2 separate regions of the Mus musculus genome follow, and region 2 is linked to region 1. Evidence: chromatin contacts called from public Hi-C data. All regions are on one chromosome and are shown on one strand. Each heading gives the region's core, a stretch centred on a gene start, on an enhancer-like site or on the middle of the called end of the contact. The rest is flanking DNA. Distances are from core to core; before and after follow the strand shown. Region 1 holds the start of P2ry6 (pyrimidinergic receptor P2Y, G-protein coupled, 6). Region 2 overlaps Atg16l2 (autophagy related 16-like 2 (S. cerevisiae)).

Region 1 (6,282 bases), core at 2,322-4,821:
CTGTGGCCAGGTTCATCCAGTAGATCCAGAAGGAGGCAGAGGAGCTTGGGCTAGTGCCTGTGACCTCATGCCCGCCCTGCGTTCCCCAGAGGCTGGATCCTGAGCTGAGCTGTAGACCAGTACCATCAGCCTTTCTTTGTACAGCCTTTGTGTCTCCATATTTAGTCCAGAATGGACCTCAGCCTCCATAGTGTTGGGAATTCTGCGTGCACCAGGCGTAACTGTCCTGGTGAGTTCCCACGTGATTCTCCTGTCTTTGCCACCCATATTGCTGCAACAGTGTTGGGATTTCAAGTGCATTCCAGTGTATGAGGCTTCTCGCTCAGGTTCTGACTCAGGTCCAGGACGTGTGGTGGCTGTTTCTGCTCTCTGAACTTTCTCCCCAGGCCTAGCACATTACCACGAGCCAGCGGCTGAGCGGTTCTGTCAAAAGCTATCTTCTGAAGAACTTTTGCTTGTTTTCTCTGTGCGGTCTGACCCGGGCCTTTCTAAGAATGAGCCCACCACACCACTAAGTGGCCTTAAGTGATCTGTATCCATGGGAAACCTCGTGACCTGTCTGTGAGGGAACAGAAGTCTAGCAGCCTTTGGAGAAATCGGGATCATCTCTTTCCTGGTTCTGCAAGAGCCTTGCACCATCTTGCTGCTAAACTAAGCTTAAACCCTGCATGGGCTCTGCTGGACATGAGTGCATAGGTATGTTATTGTGTGTGTGTGTGTGTGTGTTGTAGATCTGTGTACTAAGTCTGAATATGATGGGCATACTTCAGTAGGGGTTACACCACGGGTGGACATGGGCTACCTGCTCTTCTTCTGGGTATCTGTACTTTCCTAAGATGGCAAACAGCAGCCCCAGGATCCTAGTGGGATGGGTTGAAGGAGCTCTGTGGCTCAGCCAGAGCGCCCCCTACCCCCAGTCTGAGAACAGCACCCAGCTTACTAGCCAAGAGCTTGAAGTGACACTAACGCCCAGGGAGGCCACATCTCCTACAGAACCCAACCAGGCCTCTCCTATTCCAGACAGAACGGAGAATGGTGTTGACTCTCTCACATCTTGAGGGTGGCAAGGAGCCATCGGATAAGGGCCTTGGGACCTAGAATATACAAGAGACCATCCCTACCCGTGGCTCCTTCTCAATCCTCAGTGGGCAGGGAGAGCTCTCATCTATTGCTGCAGGAAGCACAGTTCTGCAAGGGGTAAATATACCCAAGGAAGGCCAGAAGGAAGGCAGTGAGCTTGATCCAGCAGTGGTCACCAGGGACAGGGCTCTCAGGGTAGCCTGGCTGTGTGGGAGTGTCTGACTTATTGTAGGTGGCTCGAGGCAGAGAGGTCATTGTAGAAGAAGGCTCAGTGCCCATTGCTTTTGGGCCACTAAAGGTCTGAGGATAGTGGGGCTTTTGGCCCTTCCAGAGAAGCCCACACCCAGGGCTGATCTGGCAGAGCCTGCTTAATCCCCTAAGCCTTCCTCCTCTTCTTATGCAACTGCTTTTGTTCTGGGGAAAGTCGAGGAGCCTGTGGTGGCTGCCACCTTACAAATCTCCTATGGCATCTGAGCTGCCCTGGAATTGCGGGCCTGGGAAAACACTGCTGTGGACTGGGAATTCTGGGGTACCCTGGAGTGAGGTATGTAGACAGCACAGCAAAGGCACAGATGCACACAAGCACTGTACCCCACAATGTAGAGGTGAACGCACTCCCTGACCAGCCCGCAAGTGTGCGTGCCCAGCATTCCTCCAGGTTGACTGCCACGTCCTCTCGCCTGGGAGCTGACCCTCTGGATACTTTGCCCCCCCCCCCCACTGCAGTATTCCTTTTCAGGATTTTCCCTACACAGGGACAGAGGGATCTTCCTGTCAGTGGCCTGCTATTGGGTGGGAGTAGCGACTTCTTTGTTTTCTATGAAGTCACACTTACTTCTTATCAAGAGAATGGGCCTGCTGCCAGGGGCCCTGAGAGATCAGGGTCTCAGGATGTGAGGAACGTGTGATACCCTCTGTTATCTTGGTCTGCACATTGCCTTTTAGTTACTGTGATGACCATTCATGGTACCACCAAGATGTGGGTGCCTTCATTTATTATCATCATCATCATCATCACCACCATCATCATCATCACCACCACCACCACCATCATCATCATCACCCCACCATCATCATCATCATCATCATCATCATTCTTACTACTGCAGCTGCTACTATTACTATTGCTATTACTACTACATCTTACAGATAGGAGAACTGAGATCCAGAGAGGGACAGACACTGGTTAAGGTCACACAGCAAATTCAAGCAGAGTTAACCAGTGCCATCTTATCCTTGGGCTAAGGGAAAATGCTTTCTGCCTCTGGGGCTTAGAGTATGAAAAATGGGCTTGGTTGGGAGCCTAGGGGATGGGGCAGGCTAGGACCACCAAGCAAGCTTTGTGTAGGGAATCTTGATCTTCCTACACCTGGAGCTGTGTTAGCTCCCTCACACAACTCCACTGTGAGGCTCTTCTTTCATGTATACATGCCAGGGAAGAGGACCAAGGGACAAGACACCTCTGCCTTGTCTTGGAACCCAGGCAAGGCCCCAGAGCCACCCCTCTGCTGGGGTAGGTCAGAGGGTGTATTTCCTCTTCTGGCCTGCAGAGGGCTTGCAGGCCAGGCTCTGGGCACAAATCAAAGCATTGGCGTTCCGAACTGAAGCAGGGCCCAGGAGCCTGCCTGGCCTTAGCTCCTGGCCTGCTTCCATCCTGTAGGGCTTGAGGTACGGTCTCCTCCAGGCTGGGTGGACTTCTCCAGAGAGAGACAGAAAGTGGTACAGGAAACGGAGACCTAGTAAATCCTAGTTCAGTCCACTTGAGGAGACCCTAACTCTACTCAACACACCTCTCTTGATTTTTCTCTAAAGCTCTCACCTCCGATCAGAGACTTTGCTCTGCACTCTCACTCCTAGTAAATGACACCAGACGAGGAGAAAGGGGATAGGGGATAATCCGATTGACAGGGAGGGGCTGTCCGGGCCAGTCAAGTACCCAGGCAGAGCTATCCATTGCCTTCTGCTGGTCCTGCCCAAGCCCCAGGATGGATGGAGGTTAGGGAGGAAGAGTCACCCCTGTTCTGCCCTTCTTCCAAGCCACCCTCTTTCTGAGGAGCCATTCTTGGTCCCTGGAGAGTGGTGTCTGGACATGCATGGTTGGAGTCACAGACAACAGATTCCTTAATCTTGGGGTCTGGGTCTCTCTTAATGAGCCTTCCAGGCACTGCTGAGAAACCAGGGTAATTGTTCCCTGTGGCAGTAATGAGCAGGAGCCAGGCTCTGTCCAAACTTGAGAGAGGCCAGGAGGGGAGCTGGTGTGTAGCTAGGAGCCTCCCTGTGCCCAGCCCTGGGCCTTGAGTGCTCCCTCCTTCCATCTTCCCAGGAACCCTCAGGCTAAACTGATGGTCCGACGGTCCCCATCGCTAGGCTGAGTGGGCAGAGCTAGGGGTGACTTGCTCCTAGTCCGGCAGTGGCTGACTCAGCCTTGTGCCAGACACTTGAGCAAGATCTCCAGATTGAGGCCTGAGAGACAGTGTCACTTCCCCTCCTGGTAGTCCCAGTTACCTCATCTGCCACCTCCCAGACTCCTGCACTCTGGGGCACAAGAACTGCCTGGTGGCAGGGGCTGCTTCGGGAGTCTAGCTTGCTCCAGTTCTCATGGCTTGCAGGCGGTTGCTGTGTCAGAGGGAGTTTTCAGGTAAGGGTGCTTCCCTCCTCCAGTGTTTGCCCGCTGTGCACACCATTGCAGTCCCGGGCTGGGTGCAGAAGGCTGAGCAGGTGTGGGTGGGTGTGGGGCCTTCTCCCTTCCTCTTATTTCCTCTACCAAGTTCTGCCCAGAACTAGGCTGCACAACACCGGGGGACAAGGCACAGAGGCCTGGAGTGGAGGAGGCAAGGAAATGGGGACCTGACTGTGTCTTGGGTGGGGAGGTGGAATACTGAGGCAGAGGTCAGAGTTTGACTTCTGAATGAAACATGACATTTTTTCCCCTTTCTGGGCCTCAACTTCTTACCTGTGAGTTCAAGTAGCTGAGCATGTGCCTGAGTATTGTCTATGCTAGATGATATAGCATATAAATGTGTTTAATCCCAGCAGAGGTAGGCAATCTCTGTGAGTTCAAGACTAGCCTCTTCTGCATAGTGCATCTCTTGTGTGTTGCAGGTCAGAAAGATCCTATCTCAAAAAAAAAAAAAAAAAAACCCAAAACTCTGTGTGTGTCAAATTTTAGAGAGTAAAGAGGGTCCCTTGGGGAGGGGCTGGGCGGGACTCTCAGAGCTGCTCAGGCGCCTTGGCAGGAACTAGCAGGAAGGATGCTAAAATACAATGTAGCCTGAGGTTAACTCCACTGGGAAAACGGATTCCCTGAGTCCAGGCACTGCTTGTTAAGGGGAAGAAAAGCAGAGTAATTGGATGTATCTGGGAGCAGGGCTAAATCCTTCTGAGGGTTTCTGTTCACATTTGCCTCTGCTGATCCTGACGGAGGAAAGGCAGGCAGGCGCCCCATATTTGGTACTGCTACCTCCGGAACGTACGAAGCTAGCTTTGTACCTGGCGCAGCCTTCCCAGCGCTAGGATTACATGCATGTACCAAGTGCTATGCCTTCCATGGTGCATCTGCATGTGTGTGCAAGACAAAGGTGTGGATGTGTAGTTCGTGAGTGTGTGTAGCTCCAGTGCCAGTGGGAGTTTCTACTGCTGAGACTCCATTTGGCTAGGATGAAGCTCAGCTTGTTGCAAAGCATGTCTGAAGCCCTGGGCTGGATCCTCAGCACTACAAGATACTGGGCATGGCAGTGAGTATCTGTCATGCCCCTACTCAGGATGTAGAAGCAGGAGGATCAGAAATTCAAGGTCATCCTCAGCTACGTAATGAGTTCAAGGCCAGCCTGGAGAAATTTTTTTCTTTCCTTCTTTCTTTTTTTCTTTTCTCTTCTCTTCTCTTCTCTTCTCTTCTCTTCTCTTCTCTTCTCTTCTCTTCTTTCTTTCTTTTTTTCTTTTTTTGGTATATCCTTACTATTTGTTAGTTTACCAGGAAGAGTTGGGGGGTCATAGTCTAGAAACTAACACTAACTATTATCTCTAGCCTGTCCTCTTGCCTCACCCTGGAACTGTTCCTACAGACTTCACTGGGGGGTGGGGGTCCCTATAGGACTGTCTTCAGTGCTGAGAATCTGCCTGGCTCCTCTATGCCACCACCCTCCCTCTGAGTCTCAGAGCTGGCTGGGAACCTCAGTTGTCCCATTGAATCTTTGTGATATTCCAATGTCTTCTGGAGATGCTACTAGTATTCCATTTTACAGACAGGGAGATGGAGGTCTGTGAGGAGAAGTGCCTATCTCAGAATTCATGGAATTCAGCCTGCTGGTGGCAATACTAGACTTCAGTTCCTAAGACCTAACTCGGTTTTCACTGTGGCAGCCTGGCTAATGTGCTGGCTGTCTGGCTGAGTGAACACCTCAATGAAGGAGCAAACAACTCCTTTGATGCAAAGCTGAAAGTGTGTGACTGGGGAGATTGCTCAGAGGTTAAAGTGTTTGCCTTGTAAGTGTAAGGATGGGGGTTCAGATCCCTAGAATCCATGTGAGTGAGGTGGGTCATCTATAATGCCAGAGCACAGGAGGTGAGAACAGGAACAAGCCAGCTAGCTGTGCTACCAAGGTCTGGGCTCAACTGAGCCCATATCAATGAATAAAGTGGAGAGAGCTTGAGGAAGATGCTAGATGCCAAACTCAGGCTTCTGCACACTTGTGCAGCACACACCCAAGTGTCCCCATACATGTGAACATACATGTACATACATTATACAAAAATACACTTGAGGGCTGGCGAGATGGCTTAGTGGTTAAGAGCACCGACTGCTCTTCCGAAGGTCCCGAGTTCAAATCCCAGCAACCACATGGTGGCTCACAACCATCCATAACGAAATCTGATGCCCTCTTCTGGAGTGTCTGAAGACAGCTACAGTGTACTTACATATAATAAATAAATAAATCTTTAAAAAAAAAATACACTTGAGAAAATTGGAAAGTAAAAGAAATCGTGCCCATTAATTTACTGAGTACCCAGGAGGCTGCAAGTGTCTCGGGAAGTACGTTCAGCCAGGATGAGCTGCACACGGGAGAAAATAAGGCATCGCTTTGGCTTAGGCAGGATGGTCACGGGTGCAAAGCCAGCCTGGGCTCCACAGTGAGTTCAAAGCCAGCCTACACTATGGGGTGAGTCCCTGTTTCAAAAACAAAGCAAAAGTTTACCTAGATGAAT
Region 2 (6,282 bases), core at 2,556-5,055, 320 kb before region 1:
AAAAAAAAAAAAAAGAAAAGAAAAAAGAATCTCATTCCCCACCCCACCCCCTCCCACCCCCCCCCCCACCCCCCGTCCTTTCCCCTGTTCTATCAGGTCGCCTGGAGGCCAACCAGACCCTGGAAGGAGCTGGCGGCAGCATCACCAGTGTGGATTTTGACCCCTCAGTAAGGAGACTTTGTCCCACAGCATAGATGTCACTGCAGTCTCCACACTGGGCAGTGGGCTCCCCTTGGAGCCATGGCTCGCCTCAGTGACAAGGAAGCTTGGAGACAGCCTCTACCCTGGCTCTCTGACCTGATCTAGTGATGTCCAGGGCCTTTCCTTCTCCCTCTCTCCAGGGCTCCCAGGTTTTGGCAGCTACTTACAACCAGGCTGCCCAGCTCTGGAAGGTGGGAGAGACTCAGTCCAAGGTGAGGCCCAGCTGGGGAGGTTGCCTAAGGGTTAAAGGGTTATTACTTAAGATTTGCAGAGTGGTTATTTGGGGGGCTTGGATTAATGTGTGCTTTCTATGGGGACAGGAAACATTGTCCGGACACAAGGACAAAGTGACTGCTGCCAAATTCAAGCTAACAAGGCACCAGGCAGTGACTGGGAGCCGAGACCGGACAGTGAAGGAGTGGGACCTGGGCCGCGCCTACTGTGAGGCCCAATCCCATTTGCCCCCAGCTCTCAGTCATCGGGGCCCTTACCTTGCTATGTTGTGGTAGCCGCGGGACTCATATTCATTTGGGCTCAGCCTTCTAATGATTTCCTTCTCTGTCACTGCTGCTCCTTTCCTGCTTTCTTGGTAACCCTGGCCTTTGGTAGGTAAATTAGAGATAGCTTGAGCCCTGGAAGGAGACCTCCCTATTTGACCTTACAGCCACCAAATGTAGTGGCTCCTGATGACTCTCTGAGACTCTGAGCTCTTCCCACTGGCCCTCAGGTTCCAGGACTATCAATGTACTTTCCTACTGCAATGACGTGGTGTGCGGGGACCACATCATCATCAGTGGCCACAATGACCAAAAGATCCGGTTCTGGGACAGCAGGTGATACAGGCCTGGGTGGTGGAGGCCACTGAGTCTTCGTTCCTTTCTCTGGCTGTGGGAGGCAGGGTTATGGATAGTATGGCTGTCAGACAAGCACTGCCAGTGGGTGGCCTCAGCTGGGCATGGTCTTTGAGGGTTCAGCATGTCTGGGAAGCTGTGCCACCTTCTTAGCGGCTCTTAGTCAGCACTGGACTCCTTCCCAGGCCTTACAGCCAACACAGACAAGCACCTTTTTAATATTATCACCACTTTTTCATAAAAAAAAAAACAGCAACAAAAGAATAGCTGCTTTTTAAAGTAATAAGCCCATCGTTAAGCATGAATGGATGACAAAGGCAGAGCTAGAGCTTTGCAGGTCTCTGCAGCCTCTTTTTGAGATTGCTCCTTTGCTAGGGGTTGAACCCAGGGCTTTGTGTCTGCTAGGAGAATGCTCCCAGCCCTTTTTATATTCTTATTTTGAGACAGAATCTCAATAAAGTTTTCCAGGATGGTCTTGAACTTAGGATCTTATGATTCTCCGACCTCAGCTGTGACTACCTGCCAGTGTCACCCTATCTGGCTATCACTGTTACTCTTTAGTGATCCAACTGTCTAATCCACAGTGGGAAGGGGCAGTAGTTTTGTCAGCCTTAGCCCCAGTGATTCACGCCCTGGGTTTCTCGAGACTATGTTACCTGGGAATGTGGCCACATACAGCCTGTCCAAAGTGTCTAAGGATGTCTCTTCCGCGTCCCTCTCCATCCCTAACCCCACAGGGGCCCTCACTGCATCCAGGTCATCCCCGTGCAGGGCCGGGTTACCTCCCTGCACCTCAGCTATGACCAGCTGCATCTGCTTAGCTGTTCCCGAGACAACACACTCAAGGTTATCGACCTGCGAATCAGCAATATCCGACAGGTGTTCAGGTACTGGCCTGGGCCAGTTGGGGCTCTCCTGTGCAAGCAAAGTCCCGGGAGGCACTCTAGCGTAGAACCTCTAGACTAGAACCTGCTGAAGTGCTGGTCCCTTTTCACATCTGGAGGAAGACTGGAACACTGGTTGCAGCTTCTCTGACTGCAGTCCTATTCTGTCCTCAGGGCAGATGGCTTCAAGTGCAGTTCTGACTGGACCAAAGCTGTGTTCAGGTGCGTCTGGGAGGTCATGCCTATACATAGGCCTGTGTTTGTGTGCCTACACTTCTGATCTTCTCCTCTTGTTCTGCTGTGACCTGTACAGCCCTGACAGAAGCTATGCACTGGCAGGCTCTTCAAACGGCGACCTGTACATCTGGGATGTGAACACCGGGAAACTGGAGACCAGCCTACAGGGACCCCACTGGTGAGCAGCCTACTGAAAACTTCCACACGCAAACTTCCATGTTCTGATATGTCCCCAGACCTTTCGCATGCATTTGGGCTCATTACTACCATCCTGAGAGCCCATTTTATAGATAAGGAAATTGTCTTGGGCTTACAGAGGCTTCTCAAACCGCCTGCTGGTTGGATGTCCAGGGTCAGAGTAAGGCTGCCTGCCTGCTCCTGCTGCCCTCCTGAGGTCTGTCTTCCCTCTTCAGCACTGCTGTTAATGCCGTGGCTTGGTGCTTCTCCGGGAACCACGTTGTGAGTGTGGACCAAGGCAGGAAGGTGGTGCTCTGGCACTGAGTGGCACAAGTTCCCTGTATGGGTTGGACTCTGAAGCCAGAAGCCAGAGAACAGCTTCCCTGTGCTCAGGACTCCAGAGCTGGGGTTGGGGTCTACTACAGAATTCATGTGAGGGCCAGGCAGGACCTGGCCTGTTTGTTAAAAATCAAAGTGTGGGTTAGGAACTACAGTTTTGTTTTTTAAAATCTATTTGTTTACTCTCTTCAGTGTTAAAAACTGTATCTAAGCCGTGTCTTGCCTCTTTGAAGCATTTGTGGGTACAGAGACACTTAGACTTAGCCTCTTCTTTTTCCATAGAGCTAGGGCCTTGTAGCAGAGCTTCTGTCTGGGAAATGGGCTGTTCCAGTCTAGCTGTGGGATAACATGAAGAAAGGCTCAGGCAAGGGCAGCAAAGAGCAGCTTTTCATCTAGGGAGTGGACCTGATGGAAAGGGTGAATAAACCAGAGTGACATCGGAATAGCTGGCAGAGGCCTGCCTGGAGCCTGGGACAATGGTCTGAGCTGTAGTCCTATGTCCTGGATGATGGGTGGCCTCCTGCCACTATCTCCTTCCCTTGTATGTTACCTCTGCCCTTGCAGCCACAGTGCCAGTCTCTGGGGCGACTGCGCTTAGTGCTGCTCTCTAAAGGTGCCTTCACTCCCCTAGACTTGTCCTGATACAGTTTCCTCAGCTTTTGTTGTTGTTTGGACAGGGTCATGTAACCCTGTCTAGTCAGGCACACATGTAATAGCTCAGAATTTGTGGAAATCTGGCCTCAGCCTCAGTGTCGGGGTGGCAGGCACTGACTGCCTCAGCCCTCAGCATCTAAGGTACCATGGTCAGCATGGCCAAAAGTCCCCTTTCTGCCTTCAGAGAAGTTCGTCACTTTGGTCCTACACATGCTTTTTCCTCTGCCTTCAATGTCCTTGTCTCTCCCAACGACAATTCAGGTTATCTTTTGGGACCTCTTTATTGACAGCCTATCCTTAACTGTCAGGCTCAGTAAGAGGCCTTGGTCCCCTACTTCTAGTTTGCCTGTCTTCTTAAAACTGGGAGCAACTGTAAGAGAACAGTATTCCCTGCCTCCAGTCCTGGCCCCAGGAAATACTTCCTGGGTGGTTATATTCTCTTGCTTTGCAAGTTCAACAGTGGAAGGTTCCAGGGATGGGACATTCCAGCTCCTCAGCCTTGGCCATCCCCTTGGCGCAGCTCTCAGTGGCCACCAGGGGTCACTAGTTTCCTGGTCAGCAGTTTTGTTTTATTTTGTTTTTTTTTTTTTTCTTTCTGCCTTTCTTCTGGGAAAGACCAACTCGCCCAGTGGCCACCATTACTGAGGATCACCCAGACCTCGGTCTTGCTCTGGCTTCTGAGCCTTATTTGTTCCTCCTAAGCATTTGTGATGGAGCACGTTCTAAAGTGAGAAAAGATTGTCATTCAAGGTAACACAGCTATACACAGCTGAATGGTTCCCGCATCACTCCTTGCAGACTTACTCATTTATGTAGCTGAGTGTGACCTCCTTCCTGCCTGGGCCTTCACCTCCCAAATATGTATCCCCATATGGTGTTGGAGACTGGAACCTTGGGGATTTGTTTGGGTCAGAAAAGCAATGTACAAACTACATCTTCAACCCACATCCTCTCTTTTTATACAACTTTTTTTGTGTGTTTGAATATTTTGCCTGCATGTATATAAGTGCATGTGTACGTGCTTGGTGCCCACAGAGGACATCTTAAACTGAAGTTATGGACGGTTATGAGCTGTCATGTGGCTTCTGGGAACTGAACCCAGGTCCTCTGCAAGAGCAGCAAGTGCTCTTAACCTATGAATCATTTCTCTAGCCCCTGCACCACAAAACCAAAATTTCAAGAGACAGAGGCTCTCAACTGGGCAGGGTTTTTCCACCAGGGGTACACAGAGCTGTGCCTAACCTGACACTCCCAAATGCTCTTTCACCTTGGACTCTGAGCTGAAGATTACCTCTGGAGGCATGTGCTAGGATTTGAGAGTGAGTCCTGGGAGACTGCTGTTCCAGCCACAGCATCTGGGCCAAGTCCCTGCAGATGTTTCCATCGTACCTCAGGCAGTAGTGAACTATTTTAATGACCCGTAAGAGTTACCTAGGAAATGTGACTCACTCCTGGGTACAGGGACCTCTCTGCCCCTTCAGTTCTCTTGAGGAAGAGCCAAGGCCAGCAAAGGAGAGATTCCTAGGGTTCCTAATAAAAATTAGAATAGCCTGAGCTTGCCTAGCATCACAAAGCACAACTATATGAAAGGGGCTTAGCTTAGTTGGCAGGATGCATGCTGAGCCTGCATGAAGCTCGGATTCAACCTCCTGCATCACATGAAACTGAGTATTGTATATTATGCCTGGAATCCCAGCACTTAGAAGAGGATCAGAAACCCAAGGTCATCATGATTTGGAGGACAGCTTAGGCTACATAAGACTGTTCAAACATTTTTTTAATTTTAGAGAGGCCAAAACAGCAAAATATTGGTGAACTTTCTGATTCTCTTTGGCAAAAACTAGACTCAGGTTCAGTAGAGGGGACTGGCCTAGTCTTGTGGAAACCAGTTTAGCTTCTTCTCCCACTCCTATCTTATGAATCTCAGGGAAGTCATAATGTTTTCCAGGCTGTTATGTACCCCTCCCCACTATGGAACGTCCTTCAGGGGTTGATATACAGATGTGAGGCCTGCTGCCTGAATTGGCTAGGCTCAACCCTTTCTGATCCTGAGACCCTAGGGAGAAGAGACAAGTCCTGTAGGGATCCTATTGCCAGTGCTAGCTCAAGCCTGTTCTCGAGTCTCTCGCCTAAGATGTGAGAAGCCCCTCCAGTGCCCTGTAGACAGTCTCTAGAAGAATCCTGATAACCAGGTGTAGGCCCACTTGTGAGATTCAGATATACCGTGGGTAAGTGCCATGTCTGCTGCAAGTATATCCACTAGTAACTATCTTTAGTTCACTTGTACATCATCTTACTAAATCTTCCTGGATCTGAGGCAGTTTATATTATCTTCTCACTTCCAAGTTAAAGATGAAGTTGAGGGCTGAGACTTAGATTATGGCAGGCAAATCCATGCACGGCAGAGGTTGTTCATGGGTCTCCACCCAGTTCTTTCCCTGCCCCTTACTGGTGTGTCTGGCATATAAACCTGTGAACCCTAACTCACAGGTTTTCTCTATTATGCTTCAGGATAACATTCCAGAAACATGTTCCTTGAACAGCATTCTCAGGAAAAGACATGAAGGAGTCCTATGTGTTTTCTTGGCCACTGATCCAAAGGAAAATAGTCCAGGAACAAGACACTCTTTGGTGTTCTCGTAGTTCTTGGCAGCTCATGCTTTTATAAAGCAAACCCAGCAAAATCCCAGGAGGAAACAAAACTTGCTATGTCAAGTTGCAGGATTTCAGGAAGAAAAATGTTTATTCTCCCCTTGACCTAAAATTTCTGTAATTTGGTTTTATTTCTGACACTGTGTGTGTGGTATGTGTGTGTATCCAACTTAAACTAAATAAATGCAGAGGCTCATTGCAGCCAGATACTGTCCTAAGGCTACTCAGAGATGGGCAGTAATTAGAACCAAATCCTGAAGCTGTGGCTGGAATCCTTGCACAGTATG

What was found. Hi-C and Micro-C count contacts between places; a contact is called where the count stands out from the background.
Region 2: a contact with region 1 is called in a Hi-C map of bone marrow-derived macrophages, with 29 read pairs. The contact joins the enhancer-like site here to the promoter of P2ry6 in region 1. A contact is called at or near these places in 10 of 39 promoter capture datasets (the C10 cell line, the HPC-7 cell line, cranial neural crest and 5 more), 3 of 15 datasets of contacts at CTCF or cohesin (the NIH/3T3 cell line, large pre-B cells and pro-B cells), 22 of 484 Hi-C or Micro-C datasets (bone marrow-derived macrophages, differentiating embryonic stem cells, embryonic fibroblasts and 6 more), 15 of 115 datasets of contacts at active chromatin or transcription factors (the HPC-7 cell line, SST interneurons, VIP interneurons and 11 more) and 5 of 9 other capture datasets (adipose tissue, embryonic stem cells, liver and 2 more).

Annotation. Positions count from the first base shown.
Region 1 is chr7:100,961,655-100,967,936 of GRCm38.p6, reverse strand. P2ry6 (pyrimidinergic receptor P2Y, G-protein coupled, 6) reads left to right here and starts at 3,571. Exons shown (of 3, transcript NM_183168.2): 1 at 3,571-3,718.
Region 2 is chr7:101,286,239-101,292,520 of GRCm38.p6, reverse strand. Atg16l2 (autophagy related 16-like 2 (S. cerevisiae)) reads left to right here. Exons shown (of 18, transcript NM_001111111.1): 11 at 97-167; 12 at 342-413; 13 at 522-642; 14 at 929-1,034; 15 at 1,790-1,939; 16 at 2,111-2,158; 17 at 2,250-2,351; 18 at 2,587-2,905. The coding sequence ends at 2,674. Among named protein-coding and RNA genes, the nearest start is that of Atg16l2, 13 kb to the left of the region's middle. Within about 2 kb of position 3,805, at least 39 of the 459 cell types and tissues checked have an H3K27ac peak or open chromatin away from gene starts, as enhancers often do. A contact at or near this core is called in bone marrow-derived macrophages and neural stem cells, where this site is marked.